Regions from separate parts of the Pan troglodytes genome. Here region 2 is linked to region 1. Evidence: chromatin contacts called from public HiChIP or PLAC-seq data. All regions are on one chromosome and are shown on one strand. The core of a region is the stretch at or near the end of the contact, and the rest is flanking DNA. Distances in the headings are between cores, read along the strand shown.

Region 1 (3,487 bases), core at 498-2,997:
AGCACTGGCACCACGGTGGCCTTTTGCTGGGGAAGAGGGCAGGTGGTCAGGGAAGCATGGCCTTCGCTGGGTTTGAAGGCTGGGGAGGGGAGTGTGACAGGAAGACCCCTTTGCCATGCATAGGCCTTTGGTAGTCATGTTCGGGTCCACCTGCCTGTGTCCTCCAGCCATGCTGACTGACTCAGGTCCCCTCAAATGCACTAGACCTGTTCCCTCTGCTTAGGACAATCTCCCACTTGGCATTCAAGCCTGGGTTCAATCCCTGCCTACCCCATGAAGCTTCCCTGACCCTAATCCACCAAACTGAGTGGAGCTGGACCACCCCATCGCCCTGGGCCACCTCTACTCAGGGCACCAGAGCCTCCCCAATCCCTTCCCGAGGGGGTGTGTGGGGTGGTGCATGTGACCAGGCAGGTTAGGGGCACCCTTCCACACTTTGTGCCCGTGGGGGTCCATGACCACTCTCCTGGTCCCTGGGAGCCCAGCTCCAGGGCAGGCACAGAGTGAGTGAATGGGGTGGGGTGGCCTCAGCCAAGTGGCTCACCGGATCATACACAGGCCGCAGCAGGCCCCACACGTGCTCCTCGGGCACTGCCAGGCCCAGCTCCTCCCGGGTTTCCCGCAGGGCCGTGTGCACCACATCTTGGTCAGCCGGGTCGCACTTGCCGCCTGGGAAACTAAACAGACACAAGGAGTCTGGTCCTTGGACTCTTGGGGCCACGGAGAGGTCGGGGTGTCGGCAGTGCGGGGGGGCCACTGGCCCACCAAAGTGTCGCCTGCCTCTGCCCCTAGTTTACTGGGAGGCCCCAGGCAAGCCACGCGACCTCTGGAGGCCAGTTTACCTCCCTGAGCAATGGGGATAAGGAAGAGAGTCCCGGGACAGCGCAGGATAAGAGGGTCTGCAGCAGGGGCAAGAAGATCCTGGGGCTCAGATACCCAAATTCGGCCTATGGTGGCCCCAATAACACTGACATTGTCCTCAGGATGTTCTTAATTCCCGCCGGGCGGGGCTCGAATCTCTCCGTAGTCGCCGGCAGGGGGCGGCGTCCGCCCTCTAAGCGGGAAACAGCTCAAAGGGGTGTCCCGGCCCAGGCGTGCGCGCAAGGACGCGTACGACGGGCCCACGCGGCGAGGACGTGGCGCCCGGGCAGGTGCACCGGGGCCGACGGACACGGATCGCTGACCTCTCGCCGCAGCCCTTGGGCGGAGGGACTCTCCCCAGACCCATTTTACGGAGGCGGAAACCGAGGCTCGAAGGGGCTAAGTGCCCTGCCAGAGGTCCCTGCCAGCCCCGGGCTCCTGTGGCCTCCGGCAAAGGGCTAGGAGTTCCCGGCCGCTGTACCTGACGTCGCCCTTGTGCCTCCCGGTCAGGCGGCTGGACCGCAGCGTGTACAGCAGCGCCGGGACCCCACGCACTGAGCAGAGCGGCACGAGCACCGCGGCCGACGCGGGCCGCGCGCGGAGCCGGGCCGTGGCCCCTGCCAGCAGCCGGCGGCAGCGCAGCTCGCCCTCGGCCGACAGGCAGTCGGGCAGCATGTCAAGTCCTGCGCGGCCGGGACACTGAGGGCGCGGGATCGGGCGAGGGAAGAGGCGAGGCGGGGCGAGGCGGGGCGAGGCAGGGCGAGGCGGGGCGGGGCACTCAGCCCGGGTCCCTCCGGAAGCTGAGAGGGAGAAGGGGCAGCCCGCGCGACGCGTCCCGCCTGGGGGGCTGCGGAGCGGCAGCGGCGTCGGGGGGCCTCAGTGGGGTGGGTCTGTTCGTGGGCGGGGCCTGCCCGGAGACGGGGCCTCGGTGGGACTGGGTCTGTTCGGGGGCGGGGCCTGTTTGAAGGCGGGTCCTCGGTGGGACGGGGTCCATTAGGGGGCGGGGCCTGTTTGAAGGTGGGGCCTCGGTGGGACGCGTTGAGTCCCCCGGATGGGAGGGACGGAGGGCGGCGGGGCGGGGCGGGGCCTGCGCGGGAGCCGGACCCGGACGTTACTGCGAAAGGGTGGCGGGGCCTAGTAGGCAATCGAGGTTGGGGCGGGCTGGGGGCGGGGCCTGGACCGGAGCTTTTGCTACGAAGGACTGGGGGGCGTGGCCAGGCGGACTGTGCTTCCGGCAGGGCCGGGCCGTGGCCGGGGGTGTGGCCGCGGGGAGGGAGATGGGCGCGGAGCTGCAGGACCTGCCGGTTGTGTTCTCCGAGATCCTGGAACCACGCGAACCGTGAAGCGCCCGGCGACCGTCCTCGGTCCCGTTGGGTCCTGGCGTTGGGGTGTCTGATGAGGCCCCGCCGGCCCCCACTGGTCCGTCCCTCCCCTAGGGGCTCCAGGATGTACGGAGCCGGGATCCCACGGGGACGCCCCTCTAGGAACCCAGGTCGATCGGTGCGCGAGAGGAGCGTCCGGCCCAGCCCTCCCTCCGGTCCTCCCTCCCGATACCGCTGGGTGGCGCGCGCCGCCCCCAGTCTTGTCTTCCCCTCTGGCTTCGTCGGACTCCAGCCCCAGGCCTTTGACCTCCTTGTCCCAGAGTCCAGAGCTCTTCTCCCTTCCTGCCTTGAGTCTTGACCGGATTCCCAAATGCCTCCCCCGTTCCTACCTCGGCCCCTGTGGTCACTGACCACCGTGGTTCTGCGCCCTTCCACCAGACCCTGGGCTTGGGGACCAGATGACCCCAGCCTTGCGCACAGCATTTAAACGTGGGGTGGCGGGTGTCCGCCATGCTCTGCTGTGTGACGTTGAGCAGGTCCGCGCCTCTCTGAGCGCCAGTTTCGATCCTCATCTGGGCAAGTGCAGCCCTGCCACTGGGCTGGAGTCACCACTTTTAATATTACTGTGTGCTCCCAGGGATGCGGACGGCACTGGGCAGAGCTTCGGGATGCCTACAGGGCTGATGTGGGGACTATGATGGGTCTGGGAGTTCCTGAGGCCCCCACCCACCCTGACCACGACGACAGAAGTGCTCTGACCACTCATGCCAAATAGTTTAATGTTAGGGGGAAGGGAGAGGTAAGGCAGGGTTTTCGGGAGTTACCCCCAAAGCAAGAGGGCATAGTATTCAGGCTGCTGGGGTTGGGAGGTAGAAGTCCTGGTTCCAAGCTTGCCATGGTCCCAGCCTTGCTGTGACCCTGGGCAGGTAGCCTCTTTCTCTAGACTTTCACCTACCCTGCTCTCCTTGAGACAGAGATGGGGCTGGAGGGGGCGGGGCAGAGGCTGATTCCCACACCCGGTGTAAGGTCCAGGGTAGCAGGGCTTCCCCACAGGTCTTCTGGCATCACTGGGAGTCCTGGCCAGGCCCCAGGCACACAACAGTGGGGGACAGGAGCCCCAGCCCAGCTGGGAGAGGCAGGCCTCCTTGATCCCTATCAGCCCGGATGTTGGGGAGGGGGTATGGTGCTGGCCGGGTCCTTGGGATCCCTAGGTGGCTCGGGGCTCCAGAGTACAGGCTCTGATACGTGACAGGCCTGTAGGTGGCCGGGGCCAGCAGGACCTCAGGTGGGGGCAGCAGCTGATG
Region 2 (3,487 bases), core at 679-3,178, 310 kb after region 1:
AAAGGGGTGGAGGAATGCCGGGCAGGGCACGGCCGACAGGGACCAGGTATGGGAAGCTATTGGAGCCAGAGCTTGGGAGAGGGACCAGAATGTCGAATGTTTAGAGATTACAAAGTGAAAAATGGGCTGGAGTTCCCACACAAGCCGGGATTAGAGCGTTTGTGGACTCTAACCTGGGAATATAAGGCGCTCCAAGAGGGACAGGGCCACACCTCTGGTTCAAATTGCTAAACCTTCAGATACACAATAAATCTGTATTTACAGCAAGCAGCAATTTATGTATTTCAACATGCACACATTATCTGTAATTATTTCAGGTAAAAATGGTTTCCTCCTCTTTTGAAAATACTTCTTTTTACTACTAATTATCAATATTATAGGCGTGTTCTCAATATTAAAGACTAAAGGAAAAAAGTTATAGCTGGCAACTGCATCCTCTAAAGATCCTACACAGCAAAGTTCAGACCTATATGGCCATCCTCAACTACACTTTATATCAAACTGGTTTAAATCGAAAAAGGGCCACATCACAAAGAACCACAATCAATCAAATTAATTCACCTGCCCTCTATTCTAAGGAAAACTCCCCCCACTCCAGGTAAATTTCATTTGGCAAATTCTTAAAAATTAACTTGAAAGAACACATGTTCACCTCCCCAGTATTCCGAAAGTTCCACCACTTAATAAATCGTTAAGTTACTGTTTCAGACCCGGGTCCAATAAACCCAAACAGACTGAATTTCTCAGCACCCAACTTGTTTCTATCTTAATCCAGCAAGTTGCATCGAGTTGTCATTGTTCCTCCTTCCAAGGCGGAGGTGACAACGGTGCACATCATCCGCGGATACGTGGAAGGACAGACAGACACCAGGGGACGCAGGGAGAGCGGATAAAGCACAAAGGAGAGGCAGCGGCCGCGGGGTCGCCGGGCCACGGCCAGGGGCGCCGTCGGGGAGGAGGGTGGGCTGCAGGACGAGCTCGGGAGGGCTCCGAAATGCGCTCGGGCCAAAACAAAAACAAAAAGTTCAGCGCGGCAGTGGGAGCAGATTGGGCGAGACGGTTCACGGCTGCCCATTGGAGAAAAGGGAAAACAGAGTCCCCCAATCGCGAGCGGCGGGGCTGCTCCCCTCGTGCGGCCGCGGGCCCGGCCCCGACGCTGCCCGGCGGCCGCTACCGCTCCCTTCCGGCCGCGGCCACCACTGCAGGCCCCGCGCCGGCCCCGCACCGGCCCGGCCGCAGCCCCGCCCCCCGCGCCCGGCCGCTTGCGCCCGGCCCCGGCCCCACCCGCCCTGGCCCCAGAGCCCTGCGACCGGCCTGGGCCCGCGGTCCCCCACGTCCCCGCCCGCCCCGTCACCGAGGCCGCCCCCCGCACACCCTCGCCGGCGCCCGCCCCTCCCCCGACTCACCGCCTGCGCCGCCCCGCTCCTCCTCGGGGCGCGTCCCAGGCCCCGCTGCCCGGCCGCTGCGATGCGGGTCCGCGCCGCCGGGCCCCGCGTCCCAGTCCCCCCCAGAAAATTAATCACCAAAAATAATTCCAGAGAAAAATGGAGAGTAAAATCCAAGATGGCGGCGCGGGCCGCAGCACCGCTCGCTCCCTCCGCTGACGGGAAAAATGAGTCCCCGCAGCGTCCGAGCCCCCCGCCCCCAACCGGCCGCCGCCACCGCCGTCGCGCCCCCCGCGCCCCCGGCCTCGGCTCGCCGCGCCCCCGGCGCCCGCCCCCGCGCCCCGCCACCCGGGGCCTCACCTCCGCCTCGCGCACGGCCACCCGTACGAAAACCGTCCGCCGGCTTCAGGACTCCGCGTCCCAGGTCCGTGCGCCGCGCGGTGCCGCCTCCGGTTCCCGGGCGTCCTCACCTCATCGCCCCGCAGCCCTGCCGCCCGCACCGCCGCCGCGTCGCCGCCCCCGGTGAGCCGCCTGGACCCCGCCCGGGCACGGTGGAAGGATACGAAAAGAAGGCCGCGGCCTCGACGGCGGAGGGACACCGTGCGGCGCAGCCGCCACAGTGTGCGCGCGCCTCCCGCCCGGCCCAGCCGCCGCGGCGCTTCCACGGGGGCTCTGTGCGGGACGCGGGCACGCGCGGGGAGCGAATTCTGTGCCGGGCGCTCCCGACGGCGGAGGGACAAAGGGCGATTCGGAGCGAGCCGTCGCCTCCCCTCGTGGCGGAGGGATTCGCGGCCGGCCGGTAGGCGGCTGGGATCCCTCCGCCCTCCCTGCCCTTTAAATCGCGGCTGAGGCGGCGTCGCCCGCGCCCCGCGGGCGCCACCTTAGGGTCCCCTGCAGCCCTTACGCGACCGCATTCCGGTCCCGGTCCCCGCGGGACCGCGGCGGCTGTCCCGGGCCTTGGGTCTTTGCACACCTGCCCCTACCAGGGACGGCTCTAGAGCCAGCCTCTCGGGCTGCAGCCCTGGGGAAGGGGACCCCCCCCCTCCCGCCGCGCGTCCCAGTTGCTCCGAGGGAGGTGGCCCCGGGCAGACGAGCGTTTTTGTTGTGGGAATGGGGGTCACTGGCAGCAGATGCACCCTAAGACCGTGTGGGTAGGCTGAGCGTTCCTGCGCGGAGCATGCGAGGGAGGAGGAGAGCGGGCGCGCCTTGGCCTGGCCCCCCGCGGGCCCCGCCGCCCCCAGCACCCACTATGTGCCCCGCGCCGTGCTCCGCTCCACTCCGGGTGTGCCCTGCGCGCTGGCCGTGCGGTCCCTCCTCGGGGATCCCGGGCTGGCGGGGAGATCCTGAGGGACCGGGCCGCCTGCGAGCCGGGGAGCTGCGAAGCTTGCCTGGGCATCGATCTTGTAGTCCAGACAACAGAACGATGAGCGCGCTCCCGGCCCCTGCGGGGCTGCCCAGGGCCTCCGCGCATCCTCCCTCTCACGCGTCAGGACGACCCCCGGAGGTGGGGGCCATGTGGGTCCCACTTTACACCTAGGGAAACTGAGGCACAGGGAGTTCCGTGACCTCTATGACAACTAGTCAGGGCTTGAGCCAGAGCCCTCATTCAGCATTCGGGTGAAAAATGCAGAATAAATCAGGAAGCGGGTGCGGAGGACCTCCAAGAAGTTGAGGTTGGCATAGGCGTGCAGATGCCTGGAACTTGGTGCCGGCAGGTGCCCAAGGAAGCGCAGACCTGGAGTGTGAATTGAAGCGTGTTGGGGAAAGGGGGTGCCTAGGATATGGGCGGGTAGTGGGACCAGCCAGTGTCAAGGCCCTGGGAGGGGAGAGAGGCTGCCCTTGCCACAGAGAGGAGGCGGGCAGGGCAGGCAGCTCAGTCAGATGCCAGGAAGAGCCGCAGCCTGCCTTAGTTTTCCCCTGCGGCTCCAGGGCCATCATCCTCCACAAAGGATGATGAATCGAGGCCGTGGACGACCACCCATCACAAGAACTGGACTAAGTCCAACTAACACTGACGCACAGCGCCTCCCTCATTTGCCCTCATTCTCGACCTTGACTTTGGCTGGTAGACATGATGCTCATTACCGCCTTCCACAGAGGGA

What was found. HiChIP or PLAC-seq counts read pairs in DNA pulled down with a chosen protein or histone mark.
Region 2: an H3K4me3 HiChIP or PLAC-seq map of stem cell-derived excitatory neurons shows a contact between it and region 1, with 6 times the contacts expected there. The contact joins the promoter of KMT5B here to the promoter of NUDT8 in region 1. A contact is called at or near these places in 1 of 7 Hi-C or Micro-C datasets (stem cell-derived neural progenitor cells) and 1 of 1 datasets of contacts at active chromatin or transcription factors (stem cell-derived excitatory neurons).

The regions. Positions count from the first base shown.
Region 1 is chr9:69,948,998-69,952,484 of NHGRI_mPanTro3-v2.0_pri, forward strand. NUDT8 (nudix hydrolase 8) reads right to left here and starts at 1,748. Exons shown (of 4, transcript XM_522294.9): 1 at 1,343-1,748; 2 at 545-677; 3 at 1-26. The coding sequence starts at 1,536. It overlaps TBX10 (T-box transcription factor 10), which reads right to left. Exons shown (of 7, transcript XM_016921381.3): 7 at 2,946-3,487. The coding sequence ends at 3,248.
Region 2 is chr9:70,254,441-70,257,927 of NHGRI_mPanTro3-v2.0_pri, forward strand. It overlaps KMT5B (lysine methyltransferase 5B), which reads right to left and starts at 1,929. Exons shown (of 11, transcript XM_009423578.5): 1 at 1,746-1,929.